2 separate regions of the Zea mays genome follow, and region 2 is linked to region 1. A link is a contact called in public Hi-C data. All regions are on one chromosome and are shown on one strand. The core of a region is the stretch at or near the end of the contact, and the rest is flanking DNA. Distances in the headings are between cores, read along the strand shown. Region 1 holds the start of LOC100283981 (proteasome subunit beta type 4). Region 2 holds the start of LOC100303858.

Evidence for each region. A called contact is a pair of places that touch in the nucleus more often than the background predicts.
Region 2: a Hi-C map of leaf mesophyll shows a contact between it and region 1, with 5 times the contacts expected there. The contact joins the promoter of LOC100303858 here to the promoter of LOC100283981 in region 1. A contact is called at or near these places in 8 of 25 Hi-C or Micro-C datasets (ear, leaf, leaf mesophyll and 2 more).

What each region holds. Positions count from the first base shown.
Region 1 is chr7:145,336,742-145,340,653 of Zm-B73-REFERENCE-NAM-5.0, forward strand. LOC100283981 (proteasome subunit beta type 4) reads right to left here and starts at 1,479. Exons shown (of 6, transcript NM_001156879.2): 1 at 1,164-1,479. The coding sequence starts at 1,276. LOC100277031 reads right to left here. Exons shown (of 6, transcript NM_001407169.1): 3 at 3,367-3,516; 4 at 3,026-3,273; 5 at 2,611-2,766; 6 at 2,007-2,503. The coding sequence ends at 2,338.
Region 2 is chr7:145,915,996-145,919,894 of Zm-B73-REFERENCE-NAM-5.0, forward strand. LOC100303858 reads left to right here and starts at 1,730. Exons shown (of 2, transcript NM_001366623.1): 1 at 1,730-1,822; 2 at 1,899-2,474. The coding sequence starts at 1,957. The coding sequence ends at 2,289. It overlaps LOC100279891 (inositol 1, 3, 4-trisphosphate 5/6-kinase family protein), which reads left to right and starts at 2,679. Exons shown (of 12, transcript NM_001152843.2): 1 at 2,679-3,047; 2 at 3,458-3,493. The coding sequence starts at 2,904. It overlaps LOC109940939 (a long non-coding RNA gene), which reads left to right. Exons shown (of 2, transcript XR_002263718.2): 2 at 1-227.

The sequences.
Region 1 (3,912 bases), core at 229-2,728:
ATCCCTAGCAACTCTAGGTTCTTTCTTTCTATTGCTGCTCGATCCCAGCCGCCTCTCCTTTGTCATGTTATTTGACATCCCATAAATACTAGAGTTCGTTCTTATTTTGTCTACAATACATTGGTTGGTTTTTCTGTTTATACAAGATCAAATGACTAATATTGAATTGGTTCTCCCCATTGGTGAAAAGGTGGCAACAGACCTTGAGGCTAAGCAGCTTTTGCTTCTCGACAACCAAGCTAATCTGTGCGCACCTAGTTTCAGGTACCAAAAAATGTGATGAGTGACAGGCTAGTGTGTCTTGGCTTCAGCTATTCAGATCAGTTGCAAGACATCAGAGTTTGGATGCTGCCACATGGAATTTGCTTCATCAGTTGGAAGCTATATGAAGCCCCTAAAGCCGAATCTGTTCATTCTTTTTTCCGTGGATCAGCTACCTTCTTCTGGTCTTGCTTCGAGTCAAAACAACAGGTCATGCAGGCCACTGTTCTGATCCGATCTCTCATCTAGTGTACACTTCAAGGCGGAGGGCAGAAACGAATATGGTGTGGCGGACAAGGATCAGACTCACACAATTAATGACACAGCAGGGGAGTGGGTGGTCCATATGGGCCACGACACACCCTAAGATCATATAAGGTTAGTTAGCATAGTGGTGTAAGTACTATTTTTTGAACTTGGCAGTCAAGGTTCAAGTCCTGTTGATCTCTATTTTTTGTTTATTTTTTTTGATATTTTTCCTGGCACTCTCTAAGCGTAGCAGCTGACACAGGGACATGAGTCATCTTAGATGGCAAGCATTTTAGAAAACGGATTAGAAAACAAGAAATAAACTATGATGTCGTATTAATCAAGATGTCAATGATATAAGTACTAATTTTGCAAAGCCAACGTTTGAAGTCATAAATATGCGAAACCTAATATTATCGGTCCTAAAATATCAATTTTCTCAATATTCGACTAATAGTCCACCGCAAAATTTGCTCAAATCTTCGCCCAAAAGAAGCGGAGCGAAGTAACGCAAAGTAGGGATCTGAACCGCGACCGGAAGCACCGAAATCTTCACCCGAAGGAGGAGGACGAGGAGGGGGGGTAGGCAAAGTAACGCGAAGTCGCGATCTGAACCACGAACGCAAGAACCGAACATAGGCGGACAGACTTACTGCGTCCGCTGCGTCGCGCCTCCTCCTGCCGCCGCCTGGCTCCCGCCTGCGGGGTGGGATCCCGCCGGAATGTTAGGGCCGCCACCGCCGACGCTCTTGGGGAAGCCGTCCATGATGCTGAGCACGAAAGTATACGAGATTGGAGACGTTGGCGTACGGGTTGTGAGGAGAGGCGCCGAGCAGCAAACGGCGGCGGCGTGGTGTTAGAGGGGTGACCTTTTTCTTTCTTGCAACCGAAGACGAAGAGGAGAATGCCCACCCCGAAAGCGACTCGGAGCTTGGGTTCAGATCCAACACACCACGGATCGAAAGGTTTGGACTGGGCTAGATCTTGTGGGCTACTAGAAACATAGTACGTAGCAGGAGTACTAACAATGTGCCAGATCGATTTAGACCGAAAAGACTGGGTGAATTCGATTTAGGCCGACAAGACTGAGGATGAATTTAGTTCAGCTTTCTCAATAAGGTTCGAACAACTAGTTTAATTTAGTGGGTCTTTGATTTCTATGAACTAATTTTTAATCCTTAAATTATTAAATACGAAATCTAATAATTTAGGTAATAAAATGGAGTGACTAAAAATTAGTCTTTATAAACCACACCTTAGAATCACCTACCTTGATTTTTCATATACGGTCATCTATATTACTAAGCTATCATATTTTTATAGAATCTATAGTTGACAATTATTTCATCCAAACATATTTTATTTTTTTCATAATCATCAGCTCACGACATCTTTCTAACAGTCACAACTCAGCGAAATCAGATTTTTGGAAACAAACACCTGAACCAAACAGACCCTTGAGTCCAAGAGCACGTGGAACAAAACAACAACAACTTCAAATTGTAACTCGAGCATTCATCCTTTGTGATTTTGATGTAAATATAAAAGACATGTCGGCGTCAAGGATTAGGTTATACAAAGTCAACAGAAACGACTAAAACGAATTTGAATTTATAGTGACATAAACTGCTCAATAATTCGAGCATAATATAATGGCTTTTTTAGATAAATATATAAAATATATAATGGATATGACCTCCGGCCTCTGCATGCATGACTTGTATCCAACTCGTTTATTTGGCCCAGGGCAGTGATACTTCTGAGACACGTCGCTTTGTATAAGGAGTTTATGCCATCAGCCCGTAATAACAGCCATACTGATCTCAACTACAACACAATGACCTGCGACTGGCTCTGGAAAACCTCGACTTCTAGCCTTATGGATGCCCAGACTTGGCTGCATCGCCTGAGCTTCTCATTCATGCGAGCTATGAACGATCTAGCCCATACTTCTTCATCACGCTTCGTGCTCGCGCCACATGGAACTGAAAAACTGGCAACCATACTACAGCTAGTTTACAAGATTCCATGTAAAATCCCGCTCCCAAAGGAAAGAGCGGACCTGCCGACTGGGGCTGCTTACAAATCGATGCACTTTACCTCATCAGTTCCTCTTCTCTTCGTTCGCCAGCTGACCGATAACTTCCGCACACATATACTCGGTAGATATGCAGAGACTGCCTTGAGAGGTTCTGTATCGCTGCCTCAGAACTTGCATTGCGGAACAAATATGTTACCGGATAACCTAAAAGCCACCTGCAGATATTGAAACAGAAGCATGTTATTCAGAGAGCAGAGCAAATGTCAAAACTTAATCAAGATAGCATCCATAACAATGGCAGTATGAACCACACCTCTGTTACATGTTATTAGAACTATCAAAACGAATAAATTTGCCATTTTTTATGCTGATGCCGCTGTGCAAATGTTTTTTTCTTCCAAGTGTTCAAACAGTGGTTTCACTAGATCAAGAATTTCATGGTTACAGTTTTGATGACACAGAACCAGAAATTACCCATTCAGAGAAGGCAAGGCAATCTGGGTGTTCTCGAGGAAGCTACTCAGATCAACGACCAATAGGGTCCTGTCCTCAACGTGATTGTCAGTGCACTCTGCAACAACAGTACTCTGTGGATTTCCTGACATTTGCTTTGTTATTCCAGGTCGAACATCAGACAGATCTAGAGGAAATTTGGCTGTGAATTGATCTTGTATGGATACAAGCTCCAGCACAGTGTCATTCTCTTCTATGGTTGTAAGCAGCTGAACACAAACAACTTTTCATTAACAACAAATACTACACATTCACTTCACAGTAGACAGAAATACAAAAGTGTGGTCTGAGAAGGTAAATACATTGCAACATCTTTTCTCTAGGTCCACGAAAGCTAGCCCTTGCTGCGACCTTGCGTTTGGTGATGCATGTTCCGCAAGTCCTTTAACATGGATCAAGTAAAGCATATCTCCAATAATCATCACGCGGAGTGGATTCAATATGCTTGTTTCCTGCAAGTCAAGCATGACTCAATATGCCGAAACTGGATGCAGTTGGATATACAGAGGACATCCAAATAACCTCTACTAAAGATAGTAGTTTGGTTATGGAAACAGTTGGAAACTGAACAGGACACAGGTCAGTTTTGTTGGGTTGATCTCATCCGGACTCTGTCAGAGGATCGAGTCGGACCTCACTCGCATCCTGACCGTGTTGGTGGTGGCCCCCTTTCATACCATGTAAATAAATAGGGATCAAGGCCGGTACGCGAACCAACATTCATTGTACATCCTCATCCATACACAGACTAGTGAGATCCGATCTATCTCTACGCGGAAGTGGAGGGAAGGCCGCCGCAGCCACTACCTACACCGGCCACCGGACTTCGACTTCCCATCACAACTCCC
Region 2 (3,899 bases), core at 480-2,979, 580 kb after region 1:
CAAGGAGGAGTGCGGGGAGCCGGTGCCCGACGACACCGTCGTGCAGACTCTGCTCGACAAGCTCTTCGGCGGCGAGAGCCCCCTACGCGGGCGGCGAGTCTTCTGTTATTCGTGATCTTCACGTTCGCCTTAGTTCTATCTATGTCTTGAACTCTTACATATTGTTGTAGATTTTCAATGAGTCTTTTAATGTTTTCTTGAGATGTTCATCAATTTGATCACCACCACTTTTCTTTTGGTCAAGTCCATGATATACCTTTTGAACTATATTTAGATACACTAATAGCAAATATTGTTAGTCTAAATGGTTATGTTAATTACCAAACACCAAAACTCTATTATCAATGGGCCTCAGTCTATTTTTCTTAGGCCCCGTTTGTTTCGTTATAATTGAATTCCATTTTAATAATTATATTTAGACAAAAGTAATTAAGTTCATATATTTGTATATGTAATATATTTGTATATTTAAGTTCATATATATATATTTATATATATAATATATTTGTATATTATTCTAAATATATGAGAGATATTTATATATTACATTTATGTTATAGCGAAGCAAGTAGAAGAGTATGCTATAAGTTGTACATCGAAAAAATAGCGTGTAAATCTATAGAATCAATTTCTATTTCTCACCCCATGAATTTGAGATAGAGTTATATGATATTTTTGGAAAGTGGTGGAATGTCACATTCTAAAAAAATAGCTTATTCCATTAGTAAGATTTCAATTCATCAAAATGAAAGGAAATAAACGGAACCTTATAGATTTGAACCTCTATAACTAACATGTGTGCTGTTAGCCATAGTGGTACCTAGGATGAGCATATATTGAGCCTACATCTTCTCGCTCTATATATATCCTTAACTGTACGTTTTTTCTCGATTAAGGGCTACGTTATCATAGTGTCATTATGTCATAGCACTACATATTAAATTTAAAATTTTAATTCATCATATGTTAAAAAGTGTAAAAAAGAGAAAGCTCTATTAATATGAAGAATTAAAGAATGACAATTTTTACTTTTTACATCTATTAAAAAAAAAACTCGGCCGGGGAGGGAAAGACCGCCCTCATGGTCCCGGCCGAGAAAATCCCCAAACCTTGGCCCCCCATCACTAGCGGGCCGTCACCGCCCACTCTGCAACGGCCCAGCCGGAGGGTGGCGCGCAGGACGTAACCCGGGAGCGGGTGGGGCACAACGAGGGGATTTTTTTAACCAAGCCATAAATTCGCCCCCGAGGGGGATCGAACCCAGGACCTGGAGGTGCTACTCGAAAGCCTTAACCATTACGCTAGAGGCCCTTTCGCTTTTTTTTACATCTATTAACGTATGGTGAATTAGGATTTGCAGTTTGATATATTGATACAGTAACAATATACATATATAGTTTATAAAGAAATTTTCATACCTTTTGACGATGATTCAGTGATTATATGGAAAGCTTTATTGTACATTTTTTTTGCACCTCTCTCTCTATATATAAGGAGAGACTAAACTAAAGCAAAGTATCTGTAATCTTAGTTGGACTCGCCGTTGGGCAAAGCCATGTTGATTACCAATTTACCACCCGAGATTATCGCAAGTGCATGTGAAGCCTGAAGCCTCTGATTGAGTTTATCTTTTCTTTTTCTCAACCGGTGGTCGTTGGGGAAACATGCAAACTGGAACTTTCACATGCGTGCAGATGCAATCATATCCGACAGCGGTAGTCAGCCAAGGATTATAAAATAAAATCTGAGGGATGCCTCAGTTGCATGCTCTCCAGCGAACCATTTGTTGACATCATGCATGATCTGTATCTGCTGGTTTCCTGTAAGAGCTGTCGCTGAAATATCGAATCGACCCATGTACATAATAATCTCATGCCATGTTCTTTCTGCCACTCCAGGGAAATCTCCATCTCGGTCGCTGCTGTTGCTGAGGTCGGCGGCGCAGATCGTCGCAACATGAGCATGGAGGGGCTCATCCCGTTCGTTTGCGGCGCGATCAGCAAGCGGAGGGCGGCGAAAAGGGCTGTGGACTACGAGCGCCTCTCCTCCGCCGGCGCTCCGCCAACGCGGGGATGGGGACACGAGCGCCTCCCCGGCGGCGCCTACGACCATCCTCGGAGCCAGAGCTGCCGGTTCGCCGCGCGCTCGTCGCCCGACGAGCGCGGTTTCTCCCGTGACGAGGGTGTCCGGGACGAGCCGTCTCCGCCGGGCGGCGACGGGTGGCGTGGTCTGTCCAAGTCCCGGAGGTTCAGTAGCATGCGCTTGTTTGGATGCGTCAGTGGCGCGTAGGAAGAGAAGAATCTGTTTGGATGTCTGGTATCGTGTGCCGCGAGCACAGCTCTGTACAGAAGAAACGATTTGACGAGTAAATAAATCGAGTGAAATGTAGCGCTTGCTGCGAGCTGCGACTGCAAAGCACAATCTTGCGTTCTCGCTGATGCAAATGAAATACACAACGGACGCATTTGTTCAAATCACTGTTAACTTGTTGCATCACCATGACATAAACCAGTGAACTTTTTTTCGACTGGGAAGACAAAAGGATATATTTTTTTTAATATGATGATGAAGGCAACGGATCTGATTCCCTGAAAGTTGAAAAGCTAGGCTGAGATTTTTTTTTTCTGCTAAGGAAAAGGGGAATTATTCTGACCTGCTGCGCTGCACCTGCACATCTGTTCGCCTTCCTCCCGCCAGGTGCCGCCCATGCGCCCGTGGGGGCCACGCCTGCTACTGACACCTGGGCCCACAGATCAGGAGCTTCCCCTTTCCTATGCTATGCCCGGCTCCAGGTGACCAGGTTCAGCAGGCGTTCGGCCCGGCAGCCCCCAAGTCCCATCGCCGAGCAGAAAGTCAGGAACAGAACTCAGGCGTTGGCGATTGGCATCTCCCTCCCCTAAGCCATGGCTACCGGGCGGCCCGTACGACTCGTGCTGGATGCCTCCCTCCTCCTCGACCCCTCCTCCACCAGGGAGGCGGCGGCGGTGGCGCTGCGGCCCGGGGTAGAGGAGTTGCTGCGGCGGTTGCGCTACTCCAACCTGAGCGTGGTATGAGTGGCTTGGTTTTCTGTCTATCGGCGCGATTCGTCGTTGTTTTGCTAGATGAGTTGGCTGAGATCTTACTGTTTACTAGTGCCGTACTGTTCGAGGAAATGTTCTCGCGGATAGATTGTCCCAGGAACTTGGCTAAAAGCTCAACTTTTCCGTTTCTCTCTCCTGTTATTAATGCCATACGCTGGAATGTTTCTTACAATGTACTCCTATTAGTAATCCTAGACATCTGGACTTAGGATCCCGTTTAGGGCTACACCATCTTGTGGTTGACGGGTTCCCCGTGTTCAAGTTTTAGTCCAATATAGTTCAAATGCTTGCTGCCAGTGGATCAGTAGAGCTTACAAGAGTTCATAAACTGAGCAAGCGATGGGCATCTGACTGTATCCTCCTGTATCCTTTTTCAGGCAATCTGCTATGCAGAGGGCATGCCAACTAATGAGGTGCTCTACTGATCTATATTATCATTACATCCCTCTGAGGTTGTCTCTTCAGAAGTTCACATCGACAGTATTTACTTCGTCTTTCCATACTTAGCTATCATGGCCCATGGGGTTATCATCCTGTCTTAAAAGAATGGCATTGTGTTAACAAGGATGAATGAGAAACCAGTCACTTCTAATGGAAAGAGAGTTTATTAATTATTACTGCTGATCTGGTAGCAATGTCCTGTTAAAGTTCTGATTACTGGCATATATTTCAATAATCTTTAGGGGCTGTTTGTTTGGTTCAAAATTTGTTGGATTATATAATTTGGGCAGATTATAATCTCAAACAAACACCCCCTTAATTCAAAATAAGTTAGATTATATAATCTGAGTAGATTATAATCCTAAAACAAACAACCCC